Linked DNA regions of Mus musculus: regions 2, 3, 4, 5 and 6 are each linked to region 1. The links are chromatin contacts, called in public HiChIP or PLAC-seq and promoter capture Hi-C maps. All regions are on one chromosome and are shown on one strand. The core of a region is the stretch at or near the end of the contact, and the rest is flanking DNA. Distances in the headings are between cores, read along the strand shown.

Evidence for each region. Promoter capture Hi-C pulls out the DNA fragments that hold promoters and counts their contacts. HiChIP or PLAC-seq counts read pairs in DNA pulled down with a chosen protein or histone mark.
Region 2: a promoter capture Hi-C map of fetal liver shows a contact between it and region 1, with 3 times the contacts expected there. The contact joins the promoter of Reep1 here to the promoter of Atoh8 in region 1. A contact is called at or near these places in 4 of 39 promoter capture datasets (the C10 cell line, embryonic stem cells, fetal liver and 1 more) and 1 of 9 other capture datasets (macrophages).
Region 3: a FOXA1 HiChIP or PLAC-seq map of pancreatic cancer cells shows a contact between it and region 1. The contact joins the promoter of Kdm3a here to the promoter of Atoh8 in region 1. A contact is called at or near these places in 3 of 39 promoter capture datasets (the 3T3-L1 cell line, embryonic stem cells and pre-B cells), 1 of 115 datasets of contacts at active chromatin or transcription factors (pancreatic cancer cells) and 1 of 9 other capture datasets (adipose tissue).
Region 4: a promoter capture Hi-C map of stem cell-derived epiblast-like cells shows a contact between it and region 1, with 3 times the contacts expected there. The contact joins the promoter of Cd8a here to the promoter of Atoh8 in region 1. A contact is called at or near these places in 2 of 39 promoter capture datasets (the C10 cell line and stem cell-derived epiblast-like cells).
Region 5: a contact with region 1 is called in an H3K4me3 HiChIP or PLAC-seq map of pro-B cells, with 3 times the contacts expected there. The contact joins the promoter of Krcc1 here to the promoter of Atoh8 in region 1. A contact is called at or near these places in 4 of 39 promoter capture datasets (the C10 cell line, liver, pre-B cells and 1 more), 2 of 115 datasets of contacts at active chromatin or transcription factors (pancreatic cancer cells and pro-B cells) and 1 of 9 other capture datasets (adipose tissue).
Region 6: a FOXA1 HiChIP or PLAC-seq map of pancreatic cancer cells shows a contact between it and region 1. The contact joins the promoter of Rmnd5a here to the promoter of Atoh8 in region 1. A contact is called at or near these places in 1 of 39 promoter capture datasets (pre-B cells), 2 of 484 Hi-C or Micro-C datasets (both in embryonic stem cells) and 1 of 115 datasets of contacts at active chromatin or transcription factors (pancreatic cancer cells).

Annotation. Positions count from the first base shown.
Region 1 is chr6:72,233,020-72,237,411 of GRCm38.p6, forward strand. It overlaps Atoh8 (atonal bHLH transcription factor 8), which reads right to left and starts at 2,558. Exons shown (of 3, transcript NM_153778.3): 1 at 1,375-2,558. The coding sequence starts at 2,145.
Region 2 is chr6:71,704,853-71,709,986 of GRCm38.p6, forward strand. Reep1 (receptor accessory protein 1) reads left to right here and starts at 2,829. Exons shown (of 7, transcript NM_178608.4): 1 at 2,829-3,149. The coding sequence starts at 3,118.
Region 3 is chr6:71,629,973-71,634,831 of GRCm38.p6, forward strand. It overlaps Kdm3a (lysine (K)-specific demethylase 3A), which reads right to left and starts at 2,945. Exons shown (of 27, transcript NM_001038695.3): 1 at 2,866-2,945; 2 at 2,525-2,607; 3 at 2,084-2,299. The coding sequence starts at 2,269.
Region 4 is chr6:71,371,639-71,376,630 of GRCm38.p6, forward strand. Cd8a (CD8 antigen, alpha chain) reads left to right here and starts at 1,789. Exons shown (of 5, transcript NM_001081110.2): 1 at 1,789-2,359; 2 at 2,865-2,969; 3 at 3,121-3,231; 4 at 4,250-4,280. The coding sequence starts at 1,915. RefSeq lists a cis regulatory region at 1-272.
Region 5 is chr6:71,268,027-71,272,957 of GRCm38.p6, forward strand. Krcc1 (lysine-rich coiled-coil 1) reads left to right here and starts at 3,651. Exons shown (of 3, transcript NM_001354706.1): 1 at 3,651-3,814. It overlaps Mir8112 (microRNA 8112), which reads left to right and starts at 3,645; the gene lies at 3,645-3,775.
Region 6 is chr6:71,437,930-71,442,716 of GRCm38.p6, forward strand. It overlaps Rmnd5a (required for meiotic nuclear division 5 homolog A), which reads right to left and starts at 2,708. Exons shown (of 9, transcript NM_024288.2): 1 at 2,069-2,708. The coding sequence starts at 2,210.

The sequences.
Region 1 (4,392 bases), core at 1,308-3,807:
CCACAGGTTGTCACTGCGCAGGCATGCAGGCACACAGCAGCTGGCCCAGGGTGACATGGATGGCTCCACAGCCTAGGGAACAGCTGATGTATCTGCAGGCAGTGACAGCCACCCTGCCTCCACCAAACGCTTCTCCCAAACCCAGGTTCAAAAGCCACTAGGGTCACTTTCTCCTAGGCGTCCCATGTTCAACTCATGGAAGGACTAAGTCTCCAATGCCTGACTTTACCCATAGAAGGGAGTCTGAGCGAGAGAGATGCTACTGGCTAAAGCCCAGAGAGGTTGAGTAACTTTCCAGGAGACAAACAGCTAATCAGTGGCAGAACAAACAAACAAAAGTTTCATCCATTAAAGAAGTAACATCCACCACCCATTCCAACCTCTTATGTGACCTGAATGAGAGGGCCCATCCCACACCCTTTGCAGATCTTACTCCTCTCTAAGAAAGTGAGAAACCAGAGAGTTCTGGGGAAGAACTAAGCTTATCTTAAGTGGAACTGTCAGCTGCCCCCTCTGCCATGGTAATTCTCTAGTCAAATGTTCCTTAGTTTTCCCAATAGATGCTGTCAGGTGAGGGCAGTCTGCCCCCAGTAACTAAAGAGGAGCCCCCTGGCTTATCCAGAGCTCGGCTCTGTTGGCTCCACCCCGACCCCTGAGAGAATCCCCAGCAGTCTCCTGGCCCCCCAGGAGGTGACTGGTGTGAAGAGGAAGGGCAGCGGTGGGCAGGATCTCCTGGGAAAGTTCCTGAAGCTGTGTTTGAAAGAAACACAGCCTTGTAGCCCGGTCATAACGGACTCCGGGAACTAGGTAAAGCAGAGATCCTAGAAGCAAGCTGAAGTGACCATGGAAACAGGAGCTGAGAGGCGCTGACAAGCCCCACCCCCTACCCCTACCCACCCCCCACCCCCACCTCCCCACCCCCGCCTCCTGGGTCGCCCTTTACATTCCAGGGCCCCCAGGAGCGCACCTCTGTGATGCTGTGTGCCTCGGTGACACCAACAGGGGGCCGAGACCCCAAGCATGCCAAGTGCACAGAGCGGAAAGGTCGTGCTCTGTTCCCTTCCCCTGCCAGGGGAAGATTCCCACATCCCCCCCCCCCCCCCGTACTCCCCACCAAGCCCAAGGGACCAGAAGACAAATACTCGCTGCACAAGTCAACTACAAGACCTGAGGTCAGACGCGGTTACTCCTGGGGAACAGGGGCGTGTCTAGGCCAGAGATCCCTAGATTTCGCCCACTTTACAAACTAAAAAGTTGCAACAATGATAACTCTAATCTGCCTGCTTTGTGGGATTCCTTTTATCCTAACTCCGACCCTGGGACCACCCACCCACCCACTTCTGCCACTCTAACCCCGCGGCGGTTAGTGAGTACCTGCTTCCTCAGCGCCTCGAAGGCTGCGCTGATGGTGTGCACCCGCGTCCGCTCCCTGGCGTTGGCCAGAAGCCTCCGGGTCTGCTGCAGGGCTTTGATCTCCGTTGAGGCGGCGGTCGCTTCGCCTGGCCGTTTCCTAGGCGACGCGGAAGAATCCGGGTGGTTATTGTAAATTACGTGTGAAATTGACGAGTAGGAACTTTCCCCCGGGCGCGTGGGGGGCGCAGGGCGCACGGGGGACTCTTGTGGCGCCGCTGGGGGTGCGAGAGGCGCGGATTGTGTGGGACGCGCGGGAGGGGCGCACAGCAAGATGCGGGGACGCAGAGCCTGCTCGCGGAAGGAGTGCGCCTCGGGATCCCCGGGTGCCAAGCTCTGAGATGCGGGAGGCGGCGGTGGCGTGGGTAGTCCCGGTCCCACTGTGCCCAGAGCGAAACCGCGTTTGCGCGCGTCAGAGACCTCAGGCGCTCTGATGCCCCGGAATTCCCTGGCTGTGTCTGTGCCTCCACCTGGAGGAACCGCCGGCGCCACTGAGGCTGGTACTGGGGTCGCGATCGGGAACGGTTGTGTCCTGTCCCGAAGCCCGTTGGTGGCGGCGGTGGTGCTGACTGTGGCGCCGAGCTCGGGAGCTTCCAAGTCCAATCGGAAAGTTTTATAGCCATTCGCGCGCCGCACCGGCTCCTTGCCTTTCCGCTTGAGCTTCTTGAGGCCGTTCAGTTCTTTAACGCACACAGTCTTCCACGGCCCGTCCTCGAGGACCGGGATGTGCTTCATGGCGAGGACGGCGTGAGGCTGGGGCGTGGGACTGCCCGGGACGCGCGCCCGCAGCGATCACTCTGCACGCCGCGCGCCTGGCTGTGCCGGGTGGCCGCCGCGCTGAGCGCCGCCTTGTCGCCGCGCTCTCTCCTCCTACCCTCCCTCCCCGGGTCCCTCCCTCGCACCCCCACTCCCGGGGCAGCTGCGCCTCCGGCTCCGTGAAGCCTTGGAGGCTGCCGGTTCCCCGGGAGAGCTCAGAGTGTCATCTGAAGTCGCTGCCGCCCTGCCAGCATTTCTGCAGAACGCCCGCTGCGCTCCATCTGTGTTTGTTTAGCCTCAGTTTACACAGAAGCCCAGTTCGCAAGATCACTCAGCGCCGCCCGCCCGGAGAGGAGGCAGCTCCCGCCGCCGCCGCTGCCGCCTCCCGAGCCCAGGCCGCCCGAGCAGCGAGCGCCTTTAAAGAAACAGGAAGCATTTTTCAAAACAGCTGGGCTGAGGGCCGCCTCCTTTGTCCGCGTGCTCTCGGCCTCCCCCCACCCCTCATGCCTTGTGCCGGAACCTGCCTCCTCCTGCTCGCCCTCTCTGCCCCCTACCCAAGTTGGGGGCGCGCCTTCTCTCTCCAAAAACAGTCCGCACTGTCCACTACAGTCCCGAGCACGTGGCTGCTAATCGCTGTGGCCCTTCATTGCCCAGCCTTGTTGGCCTGGGGTGGGGGTGGGGGTGACGCAGCGCCGACCTTTCCCATCCAGAACCTTCCCTTCTACCTCCCACCCGAACTGTCCAACAGAGGGAGAAATCCCAGAGCTTCTGGGAGGGAAAGATAAGTGGGAGAGAAGAACCCCAGAGTGGCTGGTCATTGTCATCCAACTGCAAGAAGGCCTTCTCCCTTCTTGCCCCTATTTGCTGGGGCAGAGGCCTTAGGAACAGAACACCGGACATTGGGAAACTGAGAGATGCAAATGTCTGGTTTAGCAGATGTAACGTCGGTGAAGATCTTAAGTCATCTTACCCGAAGCGCCCTGCTAAACCCAGATTTACTCATCTATGAAATGAGGAATCTGGAGAACACCCATGCTTGTCACAGCCTGGCTGTGAAAGCCGCCACACAGGAGGTGCCAGGTCATCAGTAGCTGCGCTAATGTTATCAGCCAGGGCAGGACAGCTCCTCAAGCAGACAGAATTCTTAGGTCCAGAGCTCAAGGTTGCCATTTACTGAGCGACCTTGGCATTCGTCGTGCTGTCCCTCGGCACCTCTGGCTCCTTATGCCCAGGATAGGGGTCACAACCACACCTTCCTCCTGGGAATGATAACAATTGATTGAGCACAGAGCCTGATGCCAATTGGCCCCAGAGGTAGAGTTCACTCTCCAGACCCCCAGGCCCCTATTCCACTGGAAATCCTACTAGAAAGAAGAGGCTGACGGGGAGGCCCTCTCGGGACCCTCTGCACACACCTTCCCCTGTGCTGCCACGTAGAGTTGCTCTCTTCACCGAGCCTTCCTCCAATGGTCTCCTTTGAGGCAAGTGTCATTAAAAGGATGAAAGGAGATCGTATATGGCATTTGAATGGTGACCCTTGACACACTGGTGTAGTGAAACTATAACTCGGGGCTTAGCTAGAGTTGGGCAGAGTCACAAGCTGTGTTGCCCGTGGCAGTTAGTGTGTTAGATGCCTCCACGTGAGTGGATGCCATTCCTAACAACGGGCTCCACGAAAGCTGAACCCCAGCCCTTTTCTAATGTCTTCCAAAAGAAGGGAAAGACCACTGTAATTTGTCGGAATGGAAGGAAAGAGAGCAGTGATAGGGATGACATCTGTGTTGGGTAGACACACCCACCACCCCCACGTCTCCCTTTGGGCAACTTGAGGATCTGAACTTGGCAGTCACAGGATGGAAGGGTGTTCTGAGGAACAGAAGAGAAATGTAAGTAGCCTAATTGATGGGAAGAATGCCTGTGACTGCCATTCTCAGCTTACCAGGCCACAGATTTCAGGCCGAGGCCAGCTGAATGCAAACCAGGTCTCTCCTGGTACTCCCCGTTCTCCGATTCCCGTTAGCTTCCTTGAGAAGCTGGACAGAAACCAGCTGGGCAGCGCCCCCTGGTGGTATAAAGCTTAGGAGACTCAACCCCACTGACCTCTGTCAAGGAACTGATCTGGTTTGGGGATGCATGAGTGGCCCTATAAAGACAGCATTAAGAATTTCACAAAGCCATGGAGGTGCTGGGATAAACAGGCTCTCAGTTCTCATAGCAGCTCCATCT
Region 2 (5,134 bases), core at 1,579-4,078, 530 kb before region 1:
ACTCCAGGCCTTGCACATAGTAGGCAAGCCTGCTACTGAGCTATCCCAGCCTTTCCTCCTAAGTGTGCTGTTGTTTTCCTAAGGGTCTCACTAAGTAGACCAGGTTGGCCTTGAGCTCTCTCAGTAGCCCAAGCCAGCCTCATCCTTGCAAGCCTCCTTTCTCAGCCTCTTCAACAGCTGGAACTATAGGCCTAGGCCTGTGCTCCCAAGGCCCTGGGGAGCTGCACTAGTGCATCCCTCTACCCCTCAAAATGGCTGATAGGTCTCCTGGTCTCATTAGTGTGTGTGGTGGAAGAACATGGAGAGAAGCGTGGGGAGGACTCAGAAGATCCTCCTTGCTTGGTTGTCTTGTTGTGGTTTTGGAATATGTATGATGTGTATATGGTGTGTATGTGTATGGTATGGTGTGTATGGAGTGTGTGTGTGTGTGTGTTACGTATATGTACTTCTATGTGTATGGTGTGTAAATCAGAGTTAAACCTCAGCTGTCTTTCTCTTCACCATTCACCATGTTTGGGGCACAGGGCCTCTCACTGGCCTAGAGCACACCAAGTAGTCTAGGCTCTGCTTGTCCAGCAAGCCCCAGGGATCCATTCTTTGACCTCTGTCTCTGGATTACAAGTTTTTATTTGTAACCCAGCTTCTAGGGATCAAACTTAAGACCTGTGCTTGCAAGGCAGGTATTTCAGCGACTGAACATTGCACAGTCCTTGCTGGTTTTTAAAATTTTTGTTCATTTTATTGTTCTTATTATTATTACGGATGTACACTGCGGTACCAAGCTTGTCTGTGGTGTTTTGTTATTTGAGATACAATCTCACATTTGTAGTCTAGGCTGGCCTCAGACTCATGACCCTGCCCCTTCCTCAACCTCCCAAGTTCTGGTATTACAGGCATCTATCACCGTGCCTGGCTTGGCCTTAGGGTATCACTGTCTGGTAAGTTTTCCAAGCTTTTCTCTGTTTAATTTTATAATCTCTAGTAAAGTATGGTGAGGCCAGACAATTAAGACAGAACTTGGAAAGAATTCAGGTTTATTTTACTTGTTTTCATCCCTAGAGAGAGCACAAACCATGTAGGCCGCTCAGCTGAGCTTACCACAAGGCAGCAGGAAAGAGGGAGCCATAACAAGGGAGTACTAGGAAGGCAAGGCCAGGCAGGTTTATGATTTCCTAATCTGAGTAACTTCAGTGGGCACTGGAACACAGAAGCATCTCTGGCAGCCTCCCACATAGGTGTATTGTGGCCTGCGGTATGAGGGTTCTATAGAGGAAGTGGTTTGGAACATGAGATTCAATAGCTGCCCAAAAGCGAAATGACCAACCTCCAAATGCTTCAACATTACATTAACCCCCTCTATATCACAAGTAGTTTATGGGTTTTTTTTTGAGACAAAGAAGACATACAGACAAAGAGAAATGAAAGAAGACAACTCTCTCATAGCCCCTTAATTGTCAGAAAGTATTTTCTATCTGTATGTTCATACACTTAAGGGGGGTGAGGGAGAGAGACTGAGACAGACTTGGAATCATGTAGTCCAGGCTGGCCTTGAACTCCCAAGTAGCCATGAATGACTTTGAACTCGCCTTCCTGTCTCCTCCTCCTGAGGGTGAGTGTTACAGGGTCAATTACCACGCCTGGGATTTGGAATGAGGGGGTTGGGATGGCCTTAGGATACTAGCCTGGGCTCCTGTTTCTACCTCCCAAGAATTGGAGTCATAGGCACATGTCACCGTGCATATTCTATCATATTTGAAGGCACTGCCAAAGTCCAAAGTCACCTTGCCTCTGCAAGAAGCCTCATTGGGCAGAGCTCCTTTAGAAAAAGCTATAAACTAGGTCTCTACAGAATTTCTCACACTGGGCACTGAATTTTACACAACTGAATATCTGCAAAGAAGAGCAGGTCACTGGAACCTAAACTACTGGAGGGAGGGAGGGAGCAGCAGAGCCCAGGGATAAAAAGGACAAAGGCTTTCAAGTGCTATTGAAGTTGGTTCAGGTCCATCCTCAGGATGAGCAAAGCAAGTCACAAAGCCTGGCTGCAAAATTTAAAGGGACACCATAAAATTCCGTGATCAAGACAAATCCTATATGATGCAATATTTTAAAAATGCATTGACGTGTTGATACTGAACGCGGTTTCCATTTTGCCCAAGATGCCACATGGCTCTGTTAACACTGCTGGGTCATGATGTATGATGCCCTTCGGCTCTCATAGCCCTCCGAGCTGAGGCTGGAGGACGAATCAAAGACAGAAGTGAATGTATGGACAGGGAATGTCTGAGGTGTGGGTCTGTGAGACCGCTCCCCTAGTGCTTGCCGCCATGGCTGATGATGGCCCGAGCTATCACCGGGACAACTGCATTGAACTGACTCCTGCATGTTGACCTCTGACGTGTGTGTGTGTGTGTGTGTGTGTGTGTGTGTGTGTGTGTGAGAGAGAGAGAGAGAGAGAGAGAGAGAGAGAGAGAGAGAGAGAGAGAGAGCTGCAGTAGAAACAACTGAAGGGACACGCGGTGACTGGTGATGGGGTTGCAGTCAAAGAGATCGAGTTGGGACACTAGAGCTGTCAGTAGGCAGACACTTGCTGAGATGTTGACTTATGGGATGCTAGTTGAAGGCTTCAGGTTTCTCCTGAGGCTAGCGTATTATCTAAGTGAAGAATGACAGAACCTCGTCTAGACAGGTGTAGGCAGGATTTCAAAGTCCAGATTCAGACCTCAGTTTCCCCACTTCACCTAGTGAAGGTGAGGCAGCCCTCCCTGGGGGTTCGGAGGCCCAGTGCACTGAGCCACCGCACCACACGGTTTCACAAGGAGGGCGGAGGAGGACCCGCCCTGGCTGCAGCTCTGGGGCTGGGACGATCGGAGCAGGGGCGGGTCGCGCTGGTGCCCTCACCGCTAGCCGCCCAATCGCCGTGGGCCCGCGGAGCCCCTGGGGGCTGGGGCAGCGGGCGGAACGTGCCGCGGCTGCGCCAACGCGCGAGCGCGGGGCCGGACCGGGCGGGTGCGCTCAGTCTGGCGGCAGCGGCGGTGCACAGACAGACAGACGTGCCGGGAGCGCAGCACCGCCCGCAGCCCAGCAATCCGGGCCGCGCCAGCCCGCCCGCCCGCCATGGTGTCGTGGATCATCTCCAGGCTGGTGGTGTAAGTGGCCTCTTCTCCTGTGTCCCTTCTTCCCTTCCCTCCCGATCCCCATGTCCCCTTAGGGCCGCGCGCCCCTGCGAACCACCAGCCCCGGGTCGCTAGCTATTAATACCCGGCGGTCGCTAAATTTAGCAGGTACAGTAGCTGCCTGGGGACGCGGGCAGCGCGAGGCGGCGTAGGACGCGCGACGCTACAGACCCATGGGTAGCCGCGGGCGCAGGCGGCGCCTTGCAGGGAGACCGGGGCGTGGGTCCCCGCACGATGGTGGAGTTGCCGGGGCTGGGCAATGGGTCTCGCCTTCTCTCTGTTGCTTTGTTCCATTCCGGGTGGGGCGGATTTGCAGAGGCCCCGAGTGGGTGCTCCACGCGTTCTCTCTCCTTTGGAAGAAAATGCCTTGGGCTCGCCTGCCGCCGCGCTTTGTCGGGTGAAAATGACATACAGTCCAGACAAGCCAGGGGCGCTGCCTGAAGGGGTCATCGCGGAGATGAGTAGCCAGATGGAGGTGGGGCACTCAATGAAGTGGGAAAATACTCCTTTTTAGGTTTTTCAAATAGACAGAGGCAAAGGCAGGTGGCAAGTACATTAGTGTGCATCTTGGAGTAGATGTCTTCCTTCCTCTTGCCTGCTCTCCTTTGCAGGGGTTTGAGAGACAGGGGCAGGCATCTCTAGGAATGCACAGGGAAATTTCCGAGTGACAGACAGCACCCCTTCCCCCCACCCCCCAAGGGCGGTGGCAGTGATACCTCCCAGGCGGTGCAGGAGAGCAGAGTCATCTGGGGTGAGGCCTGTATGAAGTCCTTGGGGGATGTGTGATGGGGACTTTTGTTTTATTTCCAATATTGCCTCTCACCTTTCTTACCTGGATCTGGAAGATTGATTTAGCACCTGCTTAGGGGACCTGGGACTGAAATGGGTCTGGGGGTGGGGGGGCTTGGATGAGGAACACGTGCCCAGCATTTTCTTTGTCTAAGAAAGAGGGGCTATTAACTCCCTTTGACAGTGCAGGGCACACACATCTCTTTTCTCCTCTTCTGAACTGATTTGCAAAGCCATCCAGGAGAGCCGTCTTTAAAGTCCTGGCCATTGTCTCCCAGGCATCATTCTGCCCATTGCTCCCAAAGCCCATCAAGTTACTCCACAAGGGTCTCTCCAACAGCTGTTGTCAGCTGCTGGGGGTTTGTTTTGTACCTTCAGGTGGCATGTGAAATATTTCGATTTCTGTGGCATGGCTGGCATCAATAATAGGGAAGCCACCGGCATGCCTTGCCACGCCTCACGCCTGACTAAAGCTTGTCTTCTCTGCAGTGTCAGTTTCTTTCCTGGGGTCTTTGGATTTGCTAGTGACCCCTGGAGGACCTCAGGGCGGGGCCATGGAGCACTTGCTTGCCTGGTGGGCTTTCTCTGTAAGTCCTCAACCAGGATCATGCAACCATTCTGGTTTTCTTGTCATCTCCCACATAGGGGGTAACTGAAAGGGGGGACTAAGATGTGGGATGTGGGAGGGGCTGCAACAGTGTGTTGGTATCTTCTGAAGCAACCACACCTTGAAGAACTAAGACTTCGGATGACGTAAATGACCAAGAGAATTGCTCCCGGTCTACAACTACCCTCTGGCACCAGAGGTTGGTGGGATTTGAAGCACCTTTAAAAGATCAAGGATTCTTCCTACCCTGTTCCTAATTCACAACTAAACCCAACATGAATTATTAACACCAGTTTTAATCACATTTCTATTTCATATTAACAATGCCTGTTATATAGTATTAGCTGGTGTAAATAGACCAAAATCCAGCTACATCTCTGCTGCAGAAGGAAATGTCATTGTAAAATAGGGGAGTTATAGTCTTAAGAATATTACTTATTCTTATATATGTGTTTTGATTCAGCTCAATATTCTACATAGGTAAAGGGACATTTTATGGTGCAGTGCCAAGGCACGGGACTGGGAGATTGTGTTTGGAACCAAGAAAATAAATGGTTCAAAA
Region 3 (4,859 bases), core at 1,695-4,194, 600 kb before region 1:
GCTACTCAACTAGGGAATGTAGAGATAAATGCTTGGAAAAAAGGAAGCAATTTGCACCTTACAAAATGATTGAGTTGTAAAAGTTTCTCAGCAAGGCAAAACCCGTAACAAAAATTTTCTTGAACTGAAATCCTAGAAGACACACTGCCAAAAATGGATTCAAGTCCTCCTGTCATTATTTAATAGCTAATTACAACAGCCTGGACCAAAGACTTGTCTGAAAGTGAAGCTCCTTCTCAAAGGCTTGGGGGGTGAGAGGGATGGAGATGAAAACAATAAGTTAAAGATCTTTAACTTTACATGTGAAATCCAACAGGCCCTTTGTCATAAAAGAAGGAAACCTAGGCTCCTGTCAACTTCCCAAGAACTAAGGACGATAAAGTTTAAATATTGTTCCCATTTAGATCAGATCAAATAAATGTACTACAATTTCTTTTTTAACTTGACAGGAAAAACAAAACAACAAGGAAAAAAACCACAACCATGATTGAAATCTGGTACACAAAGCCTGTATTAGGTAGAAAGGTAAAAGCCTAAAGCAAATAGGTTGGTCATCTGCATACACCTATCTCTAAAACTTGATTTGGTAAAATAAGTGGAATGGAGGAGAAAAGCTATGTTTCAGAGTATAAGCAGAAGCAGCATGGCACAACTCTGACCAAGCAGTATGATGGCTAAGGGGGACATCCCTGCAGGAAAACTCCCTGGATATGTTAATTTCTAAGGATGGGGTCCATAGACTACTAAAAACTCTGTCTTCCTAGATACAAGTTAACGTGGGATCAACAGCAAACAGTACTTTGTAGCCTAATGTGCTGCTCTAAGGACCAAATAAGAGTATATTTGTTAGTGATCACTATGATGCTTGCTGTGGTTAAGTGCCCAGTGGTCACTTTTAGAACATGTAGACAAGGCACATGGTGGAAACTCTGAAAACACATAACCAAGTAACCTTTTCCAATGATCCTCTCAAGACTCGTGATGGTGTAGGCATGCACTGTCAAGCCTGAGCTTAAATGAAGTGTTTCAGAAATCAACATTTAACTGACAATGGCTAAAACCTGCTTCCTTTAAGTAGTTTTCAAGAAAAGGGCAAAAACACAGAAGATTCCGAGGCATGTCCATTACTCAGGGTAGAAATAGTCTGTCCTGACAAGCTTCCTGGAAGTTATTATCACTATGGAGCCTTTGTTAGGAATCTTTTTTCAGCTGATTTTTGCACAAGGAGTCTTTGTGGGCACAATGGCTTCCTCACTGGTTATTTCCCTACTATTTTTTCACACCAATATTTGTATCACAGAGTAGGATTCATTCCTTTCAAAAGATCTAAGTGAAAAAGGTTCCAGAATGTGTTAACTGGTCATGCAAGTTCCATTTCTCCCCTTCCTTTCAAACACCCTATACGGGACAGCTCCACCCAAGGCTTCCATATATGGCTGTAGCCACACCAACCCATCCTCATTAACAACCGGGGACCTACTCCTGCCTCACTAACCATACCTCAGCAAATACCCACCACCAGAACAAGCCAAACAAAACTAAATAGATAAACACAACTAAGCTCCTTCCCTTACATTCACACTTCACTTCCAAGTTGTAAAGTTTAAAAAGTTGAATGAAGAAATAAAGAGGAACACCATCATCTGAAATCATCTTTTTTGAAAGCACTTTCAAGCTAGCCTTCAATGATTCTAATTGTCATCCACTTCTTTAACCTATTACTAATAAACAATACGCCTCCCGTTGGGGGCATAATCAGACTGTCCCAGGGGACCCAGCGCCTGCATTAATGAAGCATGTCTGAACAATCCTAAACCCATTATTAATCTCAGGCCACTGGAGCTCTAGGTCAAACACACCTTGACACTACACCCCATTTCAAAGACTTTCACGGTCTAGAGTTCTGTACCTTCTGATCACCTGCCAACTTTCTAGTGGCCCATTTCAGAAAAGGGAGGGAGGGGCGCTCAACTGTCCCGTTACCAAGGTAACTGAAAACCGTCTGACTGCCCAGCCCCCAGAAGACGGTTTTGTTTGTTTGTTTAGGGATTTTGTATTTTGTTTTAGTCTTTTTGTTTTTTACCTTCAAGTCTTTCTTAGTAACGTCGGTGTGGGAAACAGCTCGAATGGTCCCCGACAGCCAGGGCCACTCGGCAACGCGCTCCAAGTCCCAGTTGTCCTGGCCGCCTTCGTTGCCTTCGGCTGCGGACAGACTGAGGAATCGCTTCCCCACCAATACTGGCCAACTTTCTCCGAGCGTGAGCACCATGGTTTCCACGCCAGCAGGAAGGGCTCCTCCCTGCAGAAGGCACAAAAACAAAATGCGATGGGGGGCGGCCGAGGTCGGAGGCGGCCCGAAGAGACGAAGCGCCGACAGGGACCGGTGGAGTGACACCCCCGCAGGTGGACTCCGCGCCCCAAGCTGCCACCCGCGCCTCCCCAACCCCCCAGCACTCCCCCCCGCAAACACCCCCCCGAGTGCCGCGTGACCCTCTCGCCCCAACAACTTTCGCTTTTTCCAAACCTTTCAAAGCTGGACACTGAGAGAGAGAAGGGAGGACTGAGCCGCGGCGCCAGTGCTTTTGCCTAAGTGTTCGTCCCCTCGCCCTGTTAAAGAAAAGGCTCCCTCTTAGTGCCTAGGGCCCGTCTCAGCGACCGATCCCCGCCCCGAGCGGCCTCGGAGCCGCCGTGGACTCGCTCGCGACTCGACACTTGCCGCGCCCCCGCCCCCCGCTTCCGGGCCGCCGACTCGGGCGCACCCCCGCCCGTCCTGAGCCTTGAACCGAGAAGACGCGGCGACCGCCCGCGCGGGTCCTTCACCCTTCTCCCTCTGTCTCCCGCAGCCGAGGCCCGCGGAGCGCTTACCCCGCCTCCCGCCTCCCTGAGTCACCCACGACGGCGGCAACAGAGCCCAGCCGCCCAGCCGACTCTAGCTCTGACTTGGTTCAAGAGCTCTCTCTCACAAGACACGCACAGCCTCCCGGACCCGCCCCCTCGGAGCCGCTGCCACCGATGATTGGTTGAGTCGCGGGGGATAGGCGGGGCAGCCTAGGAAATTCTACGTTCCTATTGGTTATGCTGAAGAGGGCGGGGTGAGGAAAAAAAACAATTCCTTGGCTGCCTCCTCCCTTCCCCCCGCTCTCAGCAACGACTCGAAGCCGATCCCCCATTAAAGCGCGCAGAACGCGGTCGGTAGATCCCTCCGCCGCAGCTCCATTCTTCCATTTGTTGCCTCGCGCTATGCAAAAAAGTCCCGCCGAATCGGTTATCGACTTTGAGGCCAGAAAGAAAATCGCACAGGCTCACAGATAAGACTGAATGGGGAGACCCAGGATCATGAGCGCCTATTGGATTGCACTTGAAGCGCGTAGGCTGTCGAGCGAAGACCGACCTTCCACCAGGCGGAAGAATCTCACGGGAAAGGGGCGGGGGCGGTGCACAGCCTGCGGGGGAGGGACAGCACTGGGACGTGCGGTTTCAGGCGTACGCAGTTAGAGGGGGAGGAGCGACTAGGCTCTGGGGGCTCCTGCGCACGCGCCAGAAGGGGCGGACTCTTGGAGCTTGGGCTGATGGGTGAAATGGCCGCTGGAGGCGCAGGCGCACGTGGTACTGATCATGACTGTCTAGGTCCGCCATTTTGAAGGATAAATGAAGAAAGGCATTGAGTTGCTGGAAAACGATGTTCATTAAATCTAGAGGCAAACCATCTATTCAAAACTATGTGGGATGTAGGTTTTTTAAAAAGAAAATGTAAAGTGGATATAAGATTTTTGAAACAACAAAGAAATTGAGAAAGTAGATGGAGTTGATGATAAAAGTGATAATGAAAGAGGTGACTTTGAAAGACAAAGGAGAGAAAAGATGGTTTTATGGTTTGGACCAGAGGATTCTTGGTTGAATCAAAAAATGAAATGAATAACTGAAGACTTCTTTATGAAGCCTGGTGCTTAATCTAACATCACACTTAATCTTTATTATAAAATGAATGGAAATTTAGTTTTAATAGTGTGAAAATGAGAATTCAGAAAAAATTCAAAATGTATAAGGGAATGCTATACAATGCAAATTAGTACCAGATGTTTATTTTGAAAAATATTTGGTTTGAATGTATGACAACAGAATGTTAAAGATTAAATAATGCTGAAGTTGAATTAAACTGAATTGGATTTATTATATTCAAACCATTAAGAGGTGGGAAATGGAATGAAGGAACCTATCCACTTCATCAAAAGGCAGAAATGGAAACAAGAAAAACAAAAGGAAGAAGAAGAAATTATGGTTAAAAATAAAATGACAGGAATAAGTCCATTTATATTTACAATAAATATAAATGGGTTAATTTTATAAATAAACATGGAGAGGTACTTAGTATTTAAAAAAATTTTTTTGGCATAAGAAAAGTACAGCATAAGAAACTTGAAACTATTAGGGTAAAATTTTTATAAGACTAATCAAAGGAAAGCTACATTGGCATCTTGTACAGTTATACATTATTTAATACGAGGGATATATTCTGATAAAAGGTTGTTAGATGATTTCATTACATTGATAACATAGTGTCCTTACAGAAATTACCAAGTCACTGAGAAAAACTTATGGGATCACCACTGTATATATCACATGTCACTTGCCATAATGTTGTTATATGGTATATGACTAAGAGTAAAAGCATAAAAAGAAGAAATATATTAATAAAGGATTGGGTCTATAAAATACATTATTGAACTATTCAAACTGAAGATATGAACTAAGTTAATAGTACTAAACAAGAAAGTTTTGACAGCTTATAATCACAGTAAATGCTATAAATCCATTTATCTCAGAAATAAGCAGTTTAAATTTTTAAAATGAGAGAATGT
Region 4 (4,992 bases), core at 539-3,038, 860 kb before region 1:
AGGTGGGAGAAGAGAACTGACTCCACAGAGCTGTTCTCTGATTTCCACACTCATGCTGTAACATGTCTGTCCCCTCCCAGGCACACACATCACACACATTAACACAAAATAACAATAAACTACATTAAAATTGTACTTTAAACAACTCTAAACATAAAATGTTAGAGTCAGCATTTGGGTATTCTTAAGAGTAGGGAATACTGAGACCAAGCAGTTTCTAAAGCCCACCCAATACTTGTTTGTATATATACAGAGCTTGGTGGCTCAAGCTTGTAATCCTAGCACCCTGGAGACTAATGCAATTGGACTATCATGAAACTAGGGCCTGCTTGAACTATGTCGTAAGTTCCAGGCCAGCCTATTTGAGATCTTGTCATCAAACATAAACAATGACAAAAGGCAAACCTATTCAGAGGGGTGCAGTTCAGTAAACACAAATAAGAATATAACATCAACAACACACTTGTTTGTGTAAACTGGACATGGTGGCCATACCCAGCACTGTGGCGGTTATGGTAAACAGCGTGCCACTGGGCAGAACTCAGATGTGGGGTAGAGACTGCCAGGCAACCTGTCTCCAACTAGAATGAAGCAGTAACGTGGGAGGCACACCCTGTATGGGGTTCCAAGTGGAAAACCCCACTAAGTACAAGCCACATACAAGCAAGAAGAAAGCACATCCCTGAGACTGGCAGCTTTCAGGACTGCAGTGGGCAAGAAAGAATGAAGTCTATGTGTGCCAGGGACAGAGAAGAGTAAATGCCTGCACCCAAGATTCACCCAGGACACACACATGCATACAAGCAACAGAGAAAGTCAAAGGCCCAAGTCAGATGGCAGGGGCCCAGCATTTGCCAGGCAGAGAGCAGCAAGACCTTAGAAACGTAGAAATAAGTAACCAGGGAAGTGTCTGTCTATGAGGCAGTGGCTGCAGGCGGGCACATGGCAAAGCCAGGGATGGTGGCTTGGGTGGAGCCAGCACCTATCCAAGGGCTAGTCCCCAACCAAGTCAGAGAGGTGTTTTCCTCTAGCTGTGCAGGCCATGGGGTGATGCTGTCAGATCCCCTGGATAAGAATGAGGGTCAAAGTGTGTAGCTGGATCATCCAGTTGGCGAGCATTTGGTGTGGAGGCTGTTGCCATGGTTCTAAGAAGGGATGAGACTGGGAGGTGAGCTTTGCTCCCTGGGTGGGAGGCCAGGGAAGGATATTGTCAGCAGCTAAGAGTGCCACTCAAGGCTCCCATTGAACTGCCCCCTTGCAAGTCCCCTTGATGGGAGGTGCAAGTCCCTTCTGGTTAGTGTCTGGTCTGCTCTGCTGGAATCTCTGTACATTTTCTTTCCACTCAACCTCCAGACAAGAAGCAAAAACACAAAAAGACACTACTGCCAGCAAAAGAAGTGGAAGGGCAGGAGGGTCTAGAATTCAAGGCCAACCTTTGCCATGAAGTGAGTCTGAAGCAAGCTTGGGGAACCCAAGAACCTATCTACAAGAAAAAGAAAAGGGAGAGTGGGCACTCCTCTCCCTTCATGTCCTGTCACTCTCATATTTTTTTTATTAAGATTTAATCTTTATCCTTCTTCTTTCAGCCACTCTTGCAGAAGAACAATTCCTAAGGGTCCCTTCCAAGTGTTTTCTCTTCCCCAAATCTCAGTTTTCAATTCCTCCCACTTGCTCTGCAAGGGTGCATTCTCACTCTGAGTTCCCAGGCCCCTAAAAGGTGGTTGACACTCTTTGGTGGGGACTTTGGGTGACATCATATCCTCACATAGGAAATCAGCTCTGTCTGCAGCTGGCTAAAGGAGCAGTTTCCCCGACCCTACACGCCTCCCCCACCGCACCTCCTCCGCCCTGTTCCTGGGCCCCTCCCCTAGAGCCCTAGCTTGACCTAAGCTGCTTGCTGGTGGAGAGCACACCATGGCCTCACCGTTGACCCGCTTTCTGTCGCTGAACCTGCTGCTGCTGGGTGAGTCGATTATCCTGGGGAGTGGAGAAGCTAAGCCACAGGCACCCGAACTCCGAATCTTTCCAAAGAAAATGGACGCCGAACTTGGTCAGAAGGTGGACCTGGTATGTGAAGTGTTGGGGTCCGTTTCGCAAGGATGCTCTTGGCTCTTCCAGAACTCCAGCTCCAAACTCCCCCAGCCCACCTTCGTTGTCTATATGGCTTCATCCCACAACAAGATAACGTGGGACGAGAAGCTGAATTCGTCGAAACTGTTTTCTGCCATGAGGGACACGAATAATAAGTACGTTCTCACCCTGAACAAGTTCAGCAAGGAAAACGAAGGCTACTATTTCTGCTCAGTCATCAGCAACTCGGTGATGTACTTCAGTTCTGTCGTGCCAGTCCTTCAGAAAGGTTTGGAAGTGGAGGTTCCCGTCTCCTGGGTTTTAGGGGTCACATCTGAACAAGTTTCACGCAGATTCCCTCTTCTTAAATCTCTTGGGGCCTCTTGGAGGTGATTTCTATACTGTCCCCATTTTACAGACCAAAAAGTTGAGGCTGAGGTGCTGGGTGGGATTGGAAGTGATTTTTAAACGCCCTGGATCTGGGCTGGAGTCTGGATGCACGTGTGATCCTGCCCCTGTTGGCTCCAGGATAGAATTTTGGTATTGACTCCAGCTTTGGGTTGGTGGAGGGCCGCAGTCGCTTAGCTGCTGGATCTGATCTAGGCACATTGGCCCCAAATCACACTTGGCTCCGCGTGTGCGAGCAGCGGAGTAGCCCAGCACGTATCCAGGGGTTCCTTCTTCCTCTAGTTAAAAGCTAGGAAACGGCTCCTTCTTGGGTAAAGGCTAAGTGGAAAGGGGCTGGTGCATCCACAATTCCAGCTTGACCCGCAGGCACCCTATTGCTTTTGCAGTGAACTCTACTACTACCAAGCCAGTGCTGCGAACTCCCTCACCTGTGCACCCTACCGGGACATCTCAGCCCCAGAGACCAGAAGATTGTCGGCCCCGTGGCTCAGGTTAGGTGCTCTCAAGCGATTGAGATAAGCAGATAGCCTGGGGTGGAAAATCCTGATCTTGGAGGGAGACCTGGACCGGGAGACGTGCTGGGGGCAGGGTTGGGGGCTGTCCCAGAGGGTTTCTAAATTCCATTCATTCGGATCTTGTCAGTGAAGGGGACCGGATTGGACTTCGCCTGTGATATTTACATCTGGGCACCCTTGGCCGGAATCTGCGTGGCCCTTCTGCTGTCCTTGATCATCACTCTCATCTGCTACCACAGTAAGTTCTGGGGAGTTCCCCCCATCCAGCCCCCCACCCACCCCCCCACCCCACCCCCGCCAAGAGACTGCTTTGTGCTCCAGGAGGAGTCTGCACTTTGTGCCTGCTCCAGACAGCCCTTCAGGGAGATTACTTTTAGGTTGGGGAAAAGGGGGAGGGCGTTCCAGCTGACCTATAGGACCAGTGTAGTGGGTTCTTTCTTGAAGGCAGGAGACAGGTATACCACCCCACTGCTCTTTCCACCCTCTGGGAACTTTTCAGAACAGAGCCCTGTTCCAGGATCCCCAAGAGCAGCCAAATCAGCAGTTAGCACAGCCAGGATAACTTAAGCACACTAAGGAGGGGTTTACATAGCCCTGAGACCAGGGCCCAAGAAGGCTGAGTCACAACCATGACTGGCTTGAGATTTGCCTTAATCCCACCTCACAAACCATTCACTCCTCTGAGTCTATACAGGTGATTACACCAACCAGGTCAACAGATTCCCAGAGACACTCACATCTGCATTTACAATGCCTCTCCCTTCCCAAGAAAGGGTTTCCTTTCATGTTGTCTAGACTATCCTACAACTAGTTAGGTAGCCTAGGATAACCCCAAACTTCTGATCTGATCCTTCTGCCTTCCTTCATTTTGGGAGTGCTGGGACAACGGGCATAGGCCACCAAACCAAATTTAAAATGTTTTCTTTTATTATGTATTTATGCATTTATTTATTTGGGTTTTTTTTAAAGGCAGGGTTTCTCTGTGTAGCCCTGGCTGTCCTGGAACTCACTCTGTAGACCAGGCTGGCCTCAAACTCAGAAATCCGCCTGCCTCTGCCTTCCAAGTGCTGGGATTAAAGGCGTGGGTGACCACAGCCTGGCTGAAATGTTTTATTTTTAATTGGAACTTGAGGAAAGAGTAGGCAAAGTAGTGTTCACTCCAAGTCTGAAGAGTTCTGAGACTCAAAGTTCTGGAGCAGAGGAAGCTATAGAAACGGTATCTGGCAGGTATTCATTCTCCCTTCTTCCTTGTCTAGGGAGCCGAAAGCGTGTTTGCAAATGTCCCAGGTGAGTAACGTCTCTGATCTGTAGGTCTGCTCACGCTGGGCAGCCGTGGTCCCAGTGGTGAGGTTTGGGAATCTTTCCTAGAGAGAGAGGTCATGCCAGTGAAGTCCTGGTGGCAGGGGACCAGGAGTCAGCCAGATCCTGAACTAGGAGAAGCAGAAAGCTGGTGAGGTGCTGGAATTCATTCCTGAGAAAAGGAAGGACCACAGACGTGCTCAGTGGGACAGCAGCAGGACTGAGTTGCAGGGGACTAGCTGAACGAGGAAAGGTGTTCAGTATTTTCAGGACCTGGAGTGAGCTTGGTAGCTTCTGCAAGACAATTACTTATGCTTACTTTTTCTGAATACTCTCATTTTGAAATGTAAAATAGAAAAGCCCGTCCTTGCACTAAACCCCGGAGCTATGCAAATTAGTTCCCTAGACAGTCACAGGTCCAAGTCTCAGCCTAAAGGCAGAGGGTTTCTACAGGGCCACTCAGGTCTCTCACTTTTCGTGTGACATTAAGCTCAGCACTGTGCTTGGTTGAGGGTGCACCTCACACTCTTCTGGATTCTCAGTTTTGGGCTACTGGGATAAGAGTCAGGCCACCCGCTGACTTAAAACAACCAGCTTCTAATCTCACCCTCCTGGGACTCAGGAAGGTTCCAGGAAGCCTAACTGGGCATAGATGCTACTTCAGCTGCCTAAGAGTTGTGTGACCTGAGGCAGGGTCTTT
Region 5 (4,931 bases), core at 2,401-4,900, 960 kb before region 1:
TGAACAAAAGGGATATAATTGTTTCTTTAATCAACAAGAAGACACATTCATTAAAAAGACCCCAGAATATATTAAAGTGTTTTAAAATCTTCTCTATGATAACATAACAGTTCTAGGGGCTGGAGAGATGGTTCAGGCTGTGAGTGCTATACTGCTCTTGCAGAGGGCCCCAGTTAGGTTCTCAGTGTCTATGCTACAAGGTCACAACCAACTCTAGCTCTAGTTCTTGGTGGACACTTCACCTCTGGCTTCTGACAGCTCCTGGACTCATGTATACGTGTCTATACAGAGACATACTTACAAATGTAATATCAAATTAATAAAAATAAATATTAAGGAACAGGGTTTAATGTCACTCAGGTGCTACCTTCTTGTCACTCTGGGAATTGGAGATGAGCAGAGTCTTTATTGTTTAAGGTTGTCCTTTGCTCCCTAGGACACACAGCAGCATCGCCGAGAGTGTGAGTACTGGCACTAGCTGTTGGGCTGGTGATTGGAAGGGACCAGCTGGGACTATATTCTCAAAGGTAGTGAAAAAATAGGGCTTTTTTGGAGATAATGGTAGATCATCACAAAGCCTAGGTATGCTTCAGATTCCTGCAGCTGCTGCGGCTCCTGCTGCTGATGCGGCTCCTCCTTTAAAAACTGTCATTGTCCTGCATTAACCTCCCAAATTGCTGGGATTGCCAGTATACTCCCACTCCTGTGTAAACAGCCTCCTAATGGAAGAAGGAGTTCGTCTTGCTGACCTGAACTTCTGGTAGAATGTGTTTCCAGATGCTTGTTGTAGCACTTAGAACTTTAGCTGTACCCACTGTGCATATACATTGTTGTTCCAACTGATCACCTCAGAGGCCTGGGGAGGGTGATTAATTGTGTTTCCTCAGTTATATATGTCACAGTTTAGGGAATATGTATGGATAGGTATAAAAGTCCAAAAGTAAAGGGGAAATGTTACCAGTACAGTTTGCAATAAGTTTTTGCTGTGCCTGGCCGAATAGAAGGATGCTACCACACCCTGCAAAACCTCCAAAGTTCTCTCTGTCAAAGACCCACTGGCTGAGCTACACACACACACTCAGAAAGATCACCATCTATTGGCAAATCCAGGGAGCTGCAAGTGCTTCACCTCCTATACGTTAGTAAAAGGCACAACCCTTCAACTTCCTTTCTACTTGGTGCTAAAGTTCATTTAGGGCATAAGATTTCCAGGGCCCTTTACAGCTGTGAAGTAAAAATAGTTTTTACTGTCTTTAATGGTTTGGTGGAGGGGTGGGGGGAGGCAAATGAATTTTGTAGCAAAATACCTAGACAAAATTCAAATTTCTGTTACTCTAAATATAACTATCAGAAAGCAAGCACACTCACTTGCTCACGTCTTTCCTACAGATGTATTTGTAGCATGGTGGCTATGTCCCTTAGAAAACTTGGAACCAGCGGGGCCAAAAGTGCTTACTGATGACCTTTTACAGAAAATGCTTGCCAGCCCCTGCTGAGTCTAATAATAGGATGGTCAGAGTGCTTGGCAATATTAAACAGGCCAGGAAGAGCTCGTACACTCCTAGGCTCATCCATTTGTGCCATAAGCAATGTGAGAGACCAACGAGAACGTTTAGAGACTGAATTAAGGGGGTGCTAAATAAACAAGGGGAATGGCATTGAAAATAAAGGTGAAGGGCTACCCAGATGGCTCAAAGGTTAAGAGCTCTGTACTGCTTTTGCAAAGGACCTGAGTCAGGTTCCCAAAACCCACATCAGACCACTTATAACCAGACATGTCTCCAGGGGATCTGATGCATCTGACCTCCTAGGACACACACACATGGGCACATACCGTCTCCACACAGAAACACACTACACGCAGGGCGTGGTGGCTGGCACACACCTTTAATCCCAGCACTTGGGAGGCAGAGGCAGGCGGATTTCTGAGTTCGAGGCCAGCCTGATCTACAAAATGAGTTCCAGGACAGCCAGGGCTACAGAGAAACCCTGTCTCGAAAAGCCAAAAAAAGAAACACACTACACACACACACACACACACACACACGATTATGAGCAGATCTTTAGGAACACCACGTTTCTATTTCTTTGTAAGTTTTTATGTAATACAGAATATTTTAAAAATAAAATTAATAAATATTTTTAAAGGGTAGAGGGAAGAGAGAAAGTCACTCACATAATAGCCCATTATATGTTGTCTAATTACAGCACAGACCAAAACCTCAGGTTCTCTCTTGTCCCTGTGTTATTAATAAGCGTGGAATCATTAATGGACTGCTTGTCTCTGTGTGAAGCCTTTTACGGACGGAGTTTATTAGGCAGTCGGGGAGTGGCAATGCTTGGCAACGGAAGCAAGTGCAGCCTGTTGACTTACACAGTAGTGTAGTATTAACCGGAAGCAGGGCCTTTAACATGGTCCAGTGGGTGAAGGGGCTTCTAATTCCAGCACTTGGGAGTCTGAGGTAGAAGGATCCTGTATTCCAGGCCAGCCTGGGAGTAAAGCAGTCTTCGGCTTTAAAAACCAAAGACCCTAGTGGAGCTTCCTGGCTCACTCGTTAAATTTCAGCCCTTGCGAGACTGAGAGATGATAGAAAGGGATTGGTGAAGGCGAGTGGAAATGAAGGGTAGACAGACATCTCCTGAAACAGAACTGATCTTTAATCAGAACTGAAGGGCTGCAGTCTCTCAGGGAAGTGAGACTATGCCCAAGTGGCACGTGTTGGGGAGTAAGGGGTTGGGTTTTGTAGGACTGAAAGGGGGGGGGGGAGGCGGAGGGAGGGAGCTTTGGGGTTGGAAGATTCCATTTGCAGGTCAGTTCCCCTGCAGTCAGGAAGTGGGAGAGGCTAGCGGGTCTGGTATGTGGATCTCCTTATCAGAAGCTTCAGCAGTCAACAGTCAACTCTGGGCTTCTCAGTCCATCTGAGGTTTTTAAGTGATTACTTCAATCCATGCTTGGGACCAGCCTGAGCTAAAGTAAGACCCTATTACACATGGGTCGGTGTGCTGCCAAGCCCCAGAAGCTGAGTTCGACTTCTGGGGTGCATAAGGTAAAAGGAGCCCCACCCTCACTCCGCTCCACACAAAATAATGACCATGTAAAGAAAACTAAAATATACTTTAGTAGTACCTGTGTGATGTTGTATCTATGTAATAGGAGCGTGTATGGTGAGCATACCGTGTGTGTGCTTTGAGGAATACTATGCACGAACGTGTATAATCTAAGAGGGAATTTATGGACTATGCTAGCTAGCAACGTACCATGAGCAGGGATGGTGCTTAATATTTAGTCTTAATATAAGAGCACAAGAAAGAGGAAAGGCAGATGTGCGTTTCTTAGATATTTTGGCCGGTGGATCCATACATTTCCAGACTCACTTTGGCTTCCGGGCTGAACCTCGTCACTAGGTTTCTTTCCTCCAATGGCAAGAAGGACCGACACCCAAGCTCCTACCCACACGGACAGAGCCGGTTAGTCCGAAATGGCGGGAAGGGGCGGAGCACACATGGAGGGCGGGGCTAGAAAATTTCCCGAGGGCTCGGCCGCCCTGCTGCGCACGCGCACCTGCGCGCCCCCGCCGCCATGGCGCTGGCGCTGTCCAGTCAGCCGCGGGTGGTGGCGGCGACTTCCCCTCAGGAAGTCAGGTCTCCGCCTCCTCCCCCCCTCCCACCCCGCCTGCTCTGCGGCGGAGGCGGCGGCGGCGGCAGCGGTGTCTCTGCCTCTCCGCCACCTCCACCGCAGCCTCTGACCCCCGGCCGGCGTTGTTGGCGGGGAGGGGGACAGTAGTTGTAGACGCCCGCCCCTGCCTCAGAGAAGGTGAGTTCCCGCCCGGCGGCGGGGGCGGCCCGAGCTCCAGCCCTCAACTCCCGCGGCCTGGTGAAGGCCGAGCGCCCCGGCCCCGCCCCGCCGCGCCTTCGAAATGGCCGACGAGAGCCGGGCGCGGCCCCCCTCGGAGCGCCTGACTCTCTCCTCAGAACCCCTCAGCATCCGCGGCGCCATGGCCGAGGGACCTCACGGCCTGGCGAGGAAGCCGAGGTCCGAGGGGGCTAGGAGAAGAGGCGGCCGAGCCGAGGGCAGTGGGGGTTCAGTGAGGAATCCCCGTCCTCCAGCGACCCCGGGAGAGAGCAGCCTCGGTTTGGTGCAGGAGCGTGGACAGGAGACTTCCCAGCAGGCCACTTAGCGACAGGCATGAGTGGGGAATTAGGGAGCTCTGGACAGGAGGGTGGGAGCTTCCAGGTTTCCTCAAGGAAGAGGAGAGGTGAGGTGGAGGGGACGGATCACCCCGAAGCTTTTCTAGGCTTCTGGATTGCCAGGAAGACGAGTTAGAAAAAAATGTCCAGACGTCTCTTGACCGTAGTAACCCGAGTTTTAGCATTTTTTGACCAGTGTGAGAGTGGCGAGAAGCAAGATTTTATTCCAACCCTACTGACTAGGAGCAGAACTGAGCTGTGTTCTGGAGTGCTCCGAGTGACTTTGGCCTTTAAAAAAAAGTGTAAGGAGAGAAGGCCTGAAGTAGACAGGAGAGGTGAAAACTCCCCAAGGGTTAGGCATTGCTTCTGCCGGCTGAGAACTAGGAAGTTAGGCGCCTCCTTCATCCCAGTTACATTTCAAAGAATTGCTTCTATAGACTCTGAAAGACCGCTGAGCTGTGGGAAATAAGCTTAAAATGAGGGGATAGTTAGAGTCTTTGTTGGGCGTGGTGCTGAGCGCCTTAAATCCCTAGCAGTGGAGGGGCAGAGGCCATCCTGGTCTACATGAGAATTCCTAGCCAGCACGAGCTATAGAGTGAAACACTACCTCAGGAAAAAAAACAAAAATGGCCTGGGACCGGGCAGAATTTGTTAGCTTTTTAAGAGTGAGCTCTACTGTGGGTAGAACTCCTTAGACCCCAGCATCACAAACACGGAGGCGTGTCATCTGTTGAGGGCTAAAA
Region 6 (4,787 bases), core at 1,458-3,957, 790 kb before region 1:
TTTATCTTCACTCAAAAGAAACAAGACTGCCTTAAGAACCTGACCTAATATCCGTATGTATTTCTTTCGTGTTTAACTACTTTTCATTACTTAATTCTAGTCAACTGATTAAAGGAAAATAACAGATGCCACAGAGGCATTGTTACACAGAAATGTTTAAAAAAAAAAAAAGAGGCTGCCAATCAAGAACAAGCCCCACTACCTGTTATAACAGCATGGTATATACACTGTGCCTACTACCCCTCACACCACAGGCTTTGTGAAACATTCCCTTACTAGCAAAGAGGCCTAAAATCCCTGACCTGGCAATTTTTACAATCATTTTAACCATCTGGAACTGACTGCAACTTCCCTAAAACAAACCTCACCACCACTTCTCCTCTTCCATAATCACTCTTCTGGAAAGGACTCTGTTCTCTATCTTTTCTCTCTCAAGCAACCCCTCAATCTCTGACCTGGTCCCCCAAAAGGGAGTATTCCTTCTGCCTCTCCAGGTGTAGGCCCTATGTTCATTCTCGTCCCCTACTGGCTTTCTCCTTTTCGGTCAAAAGACAAAGATGTCCTCTGGGAAAGGGGGGTGTTCGGTGTCTTTAAGCCCTGAGCTAGGACCACCTTGGATTGACTGCCTTCTACTTCGGTATGCACTATTTTTTTCTTAGCCTGAAATAATCTGGTTTGTCCACAAAATGTCAAGTACCAGCTAAGCAGCTCTCTTTTTATCCTTTTCTGCCCTTTTCATTTCTGCTCTACTTTGGTTGTGTTTAGAGCCTAAGATCTTTCATCTCACATCCTATGATCTCCACTGTCCTTCTAGAAATATCTGAAAACACAGAGGGGCACACTGGGAATCCCAACACTAGAAAGATGAAGACAAGATTATAAATTCAAAGCTGGCTTGGGCCACACAGAGAGATTTTACCTCAAAACACCACAAGCAAAAGAAAACAACCAATTTTAGCTCACATATATTCCAAGAATATCTATATCTATCCATATATGTGTGTATGTATATATGTAATATATATATATATATATTATATATACACCTCACATATATTCAAACCCTTTAATCTCATGAGTCAAAATTCAACAGATTTTCTCACACCCCACCTTATTCTGTTAGCATCAAGTATACCATCACCATCAATTCAGTCAAATAATCTTTTCGCATGAAGCCATCAACATGTTTTGCATATATTTATACAGCGTTCCAAAGTGACAGCTGTGTCAGAAGTTGTCAGACTCCTTTACCAGGGAGGAGCAGTCACCCACAACTGAAGTGTTTGGGAAATAAAGGTGTAGAGGAAAGGAGAGGAGAGGCAGGGCTAACACTGCCTTAATCTCACCTGCTACATCCTCATTTCTCCCTGACTAATAAATATCCCTTTAATTTCTGTTCAGCCCACAAAACTGACAAGGGCCCGGACTCTTGAGTAAATCCATAATATTACAAGTCCTTTATCTCTCATTCAGAAAGAGTCAGCATTGTGGCTCCAAGGTACCAGACCTTTAGTGTTATTTTTAAAACACAAAACTCTTTCTCAGAGTTAGCCTTGGCATCTGTGGTACAAGACGTAGGGCCACTGATGAAATAACGTAGGCAAAACACCTTCTACGGAAAAGCTGTTTTCTGAAAGGATTATTAACAAGTACAAACTGGACTAGGTAAGTAACTAGCAACTCGACATCTGCCCGGTCGGACTGTACAGAGGCTACAGCAGGGACGCTGAATGGTTTAAATCGGCCGGCTTCCTAGGAAGAGTTTAGAAGAACTGCCTGCCCACATCAGTCCAACTCTGAAGTTGCAGCAGCCGATGATGTAGAAACCAACCCACAGCTAAGAACGTTAAACTAAGAACCATCAGGGAGAAAAGTCTGCGAGGCCGAAAACTAGACAAAGTCCTGCGCAGACCCTCGTTATCACTCGCACACCTGCGGCCCGCAGGACCCCGCAAGACCCCCAGCCCCGCCCCAGGCCACCGCGTTTCCGGGCGGGTCGCCGCGGCCTGGGGACCAGCAGACGCAGCGCAGGGCCCCGACCCCCGCGCGCCCACGCGCCCGCCCTCACCGTGGCTCTGCAGGATCTCGTGCTTGAGGCCGCCGGTGTAGTCGATGAGCTCCTCCAGGCCCCGCTCGCACAGCTGCCCGTAGCCCGAGAACTTGTGCAGCACCTTCTCCAGCTCGCGCTCCACCGTCACGCACTGATCCATGCCGGAGACCGCGGCGCTCGGCTCCCCGGCGCCCGGGGGTCCGCAGTGGTTCGGCCCGGGCCCCACCGAGGCCGCGTCCTGCTCCTCCTCCCCCAAGGCGGCGAGCGGGCGGCGCGGGAGGCGAAGGCAAGACGGGCGCGCTAGCCGCGGCGCCGGGGGAGCCCCGCGCAGCCTGTGCCCTCCCGCCCCATGGCGCCCCGGCCCCGCCGCTCGCGCTCGCTCGCCCGCCCTACCCGGCGCCGCGTCTCGCCCCGGGCCCCCCTGGCTCGCCGCGTTCGGCCGCCCCTCGGCGGCGCCGCCGATTGTTTTTGTTTTCACGGGAACCGGCCGATGACCTGGTTCTCCCGGGCGGCACCAATAGCCGCGGCCCGGGAGGGGGTCGAGCCTCCCTCACGAGCGGAGGAGGCGGCGCGGGCCGTACCAATCGCGGACTCGGCGAGGGGTCAGGGGGAAGCAGCGGGCGAGCACGGGCGGAGGGCGCGCGGGCGTTCTGAAGGTGTGGGCCGTACCACGCGGGAGGCCGTGAGGGAGCGCGGCGAGGGCGGGGCGAGGGCGGGGCGAGCGACGCAATTGGCCCGCGCAGCTGAACAGGGAACTTTAGCGATAGCGTCAACTACGCGGCCGGTAAACAAGAGGGTGGAAACCGTCCCCGGATGCTCCGCCCAGAAGCAGAAGAGTGACCAATCGACGCGGGGGTTAGGAGCGAGACAAACATCCTCCAATCCTGGGCCGAGGCGTAAAACTTCAGCCAATCCAGACTGAGGAGCCAAACCAATGCGCTCGCTGTTGGAGGGGGGTTGGCTTGAAGAGCGGAGCTTGGCGCTTCTACTGGGAAGCCGCGAGGGGAAACATGACAGCAATTAACGGGGCTGTTTTCTCCAGGATTTCGCCCTGATTGCAATTTGTGTTTTCTCCGCATGGAATTTTGGCCGGAGTTTCGACTGAGAGGCCCACCTCCGGGGCCAAAGGATGTCTGTCTGGCCGCCTAGTGGCGGAGGGCCCGGGCGGGGTCACTAACCCGATGGAAGGTGGTAGCTCTTAGAGGGATGGCCCGCGCCCAGCGTTGGCTCGTTCTTGACGCCCCTCGGCCTGCAAGTGGCCTTCCCTGTCGCCTTGTCCACGTGCTGGGCATCTTGGCGGCGGTCACGAACACGCGTGGGCGAGCTGAGCAACCTGGCCCTTGCTCCTTGCCCTTACCTTGGCGTAGGGCTTTTGCCCTGGTTTACCACGGGGTTCTGGCCTTGGCCTGTGCCCTCTTGCTCACCAGGCTTCTACCCTACTAGCTTTTCGTCAAGTCCCTGCCTCACAGCCTGGGCCTGGGAGAGTCCGCCTTCCTGGGCCTGCAGTTGCCAGCTTGCTTGCCTGCTCATAGCATTCCTACTTCCACCATGGTTGTATCACCTCTGCCTCCCCGAATTTTCTCCATCAATTCATTGTATCTCTTACAGCACAATTTTTTTTTTCTCTCACACATCACTTGTCAAAGTCTAAAATAATAATTGTTTGGAGTTTTGCTTGTTTTGGTTGCACCACTTAAGTAATACTATGAAGGGTAACCCCTTTTGTTGTGGCCTGTTTGTTTCTAGAACACAGCCAGCACCCTGGTGGACAGTCTTTCTTTTCCTTTAATTCAGGTGGTAACCTTTTTAAAGTTCAATTTCCGTTTTTATAATGTGGCAGCTAGTGGGCGGGTGGTTATATATGATGGCCTTTAGTGGTCCTGGATATTTGGAAGTTCAGCTGATGGTATTTCAGGGCTCCTTTCTGTCCCTCATCACGCCATTTGCTTTTAGTCCTCTTTCTTGGCAGATGGCCCTGATTCCTACTTCTCGAAAATAAAAAACCTTTTAGCTCCATCAATCTTGCCATTCTCCTCAAAAGGTTTTCTAGCTACCATCCATTTTGTGAAAATACTCAGGCATCCAAAAGAAGAAAGGGCCCTCTTCCTTTGTAAAACAAGCCCGAGGGTGCCTGGCATCATCTTACTGCTGTCTAGAGCGTCCTTGCCTGGCTGTACTTTAGTTCTTCCTGCTTGGGGATGGAGTGGACCTGACTTAGCAACCTTCACTTGACCCCTCTGAAGCTGTTTCCTTCTTTAGCTGCCACACTGCACAGACAAACCTTGTTCTTCCCCTTGAACCAAGGATCTCCTTGATAGTTTCAGTCACACCCACACTCTCTCTCTCTCTCTCTCTCTCTCTCTCTCTCTCTCTCTCTCTCTCTCTCTTCTTCCCCTTTTTTTTCCTAGAAGTTGTTTGAATAACTAAATAAATGAGATAATCCATGTAAGACCTTCAACATAATGCCTGGCGCATGTAAGAGCTATTCTTTTTCTTTTTCTTTCTTTTTTTTTTTTTTTTTTTTTCGAGACAGGGTTTCTCTGTGTAGCCCTGGCTGTCCTGGAACTCACTCTGTAGACCAGGCTGGCCTCGAACTCAGAAATCCGACTGCCTCTGCCTCCCAAGTGCTGGGATTAAAGGTGTGCGCCACCACGCCCGGCTGTAAGAGCTATTCTTAGCTACCAATCAGAAGTAATGACTCTTCACTAACTGCAGTTTCAAATCCAGTGAGCTGCAT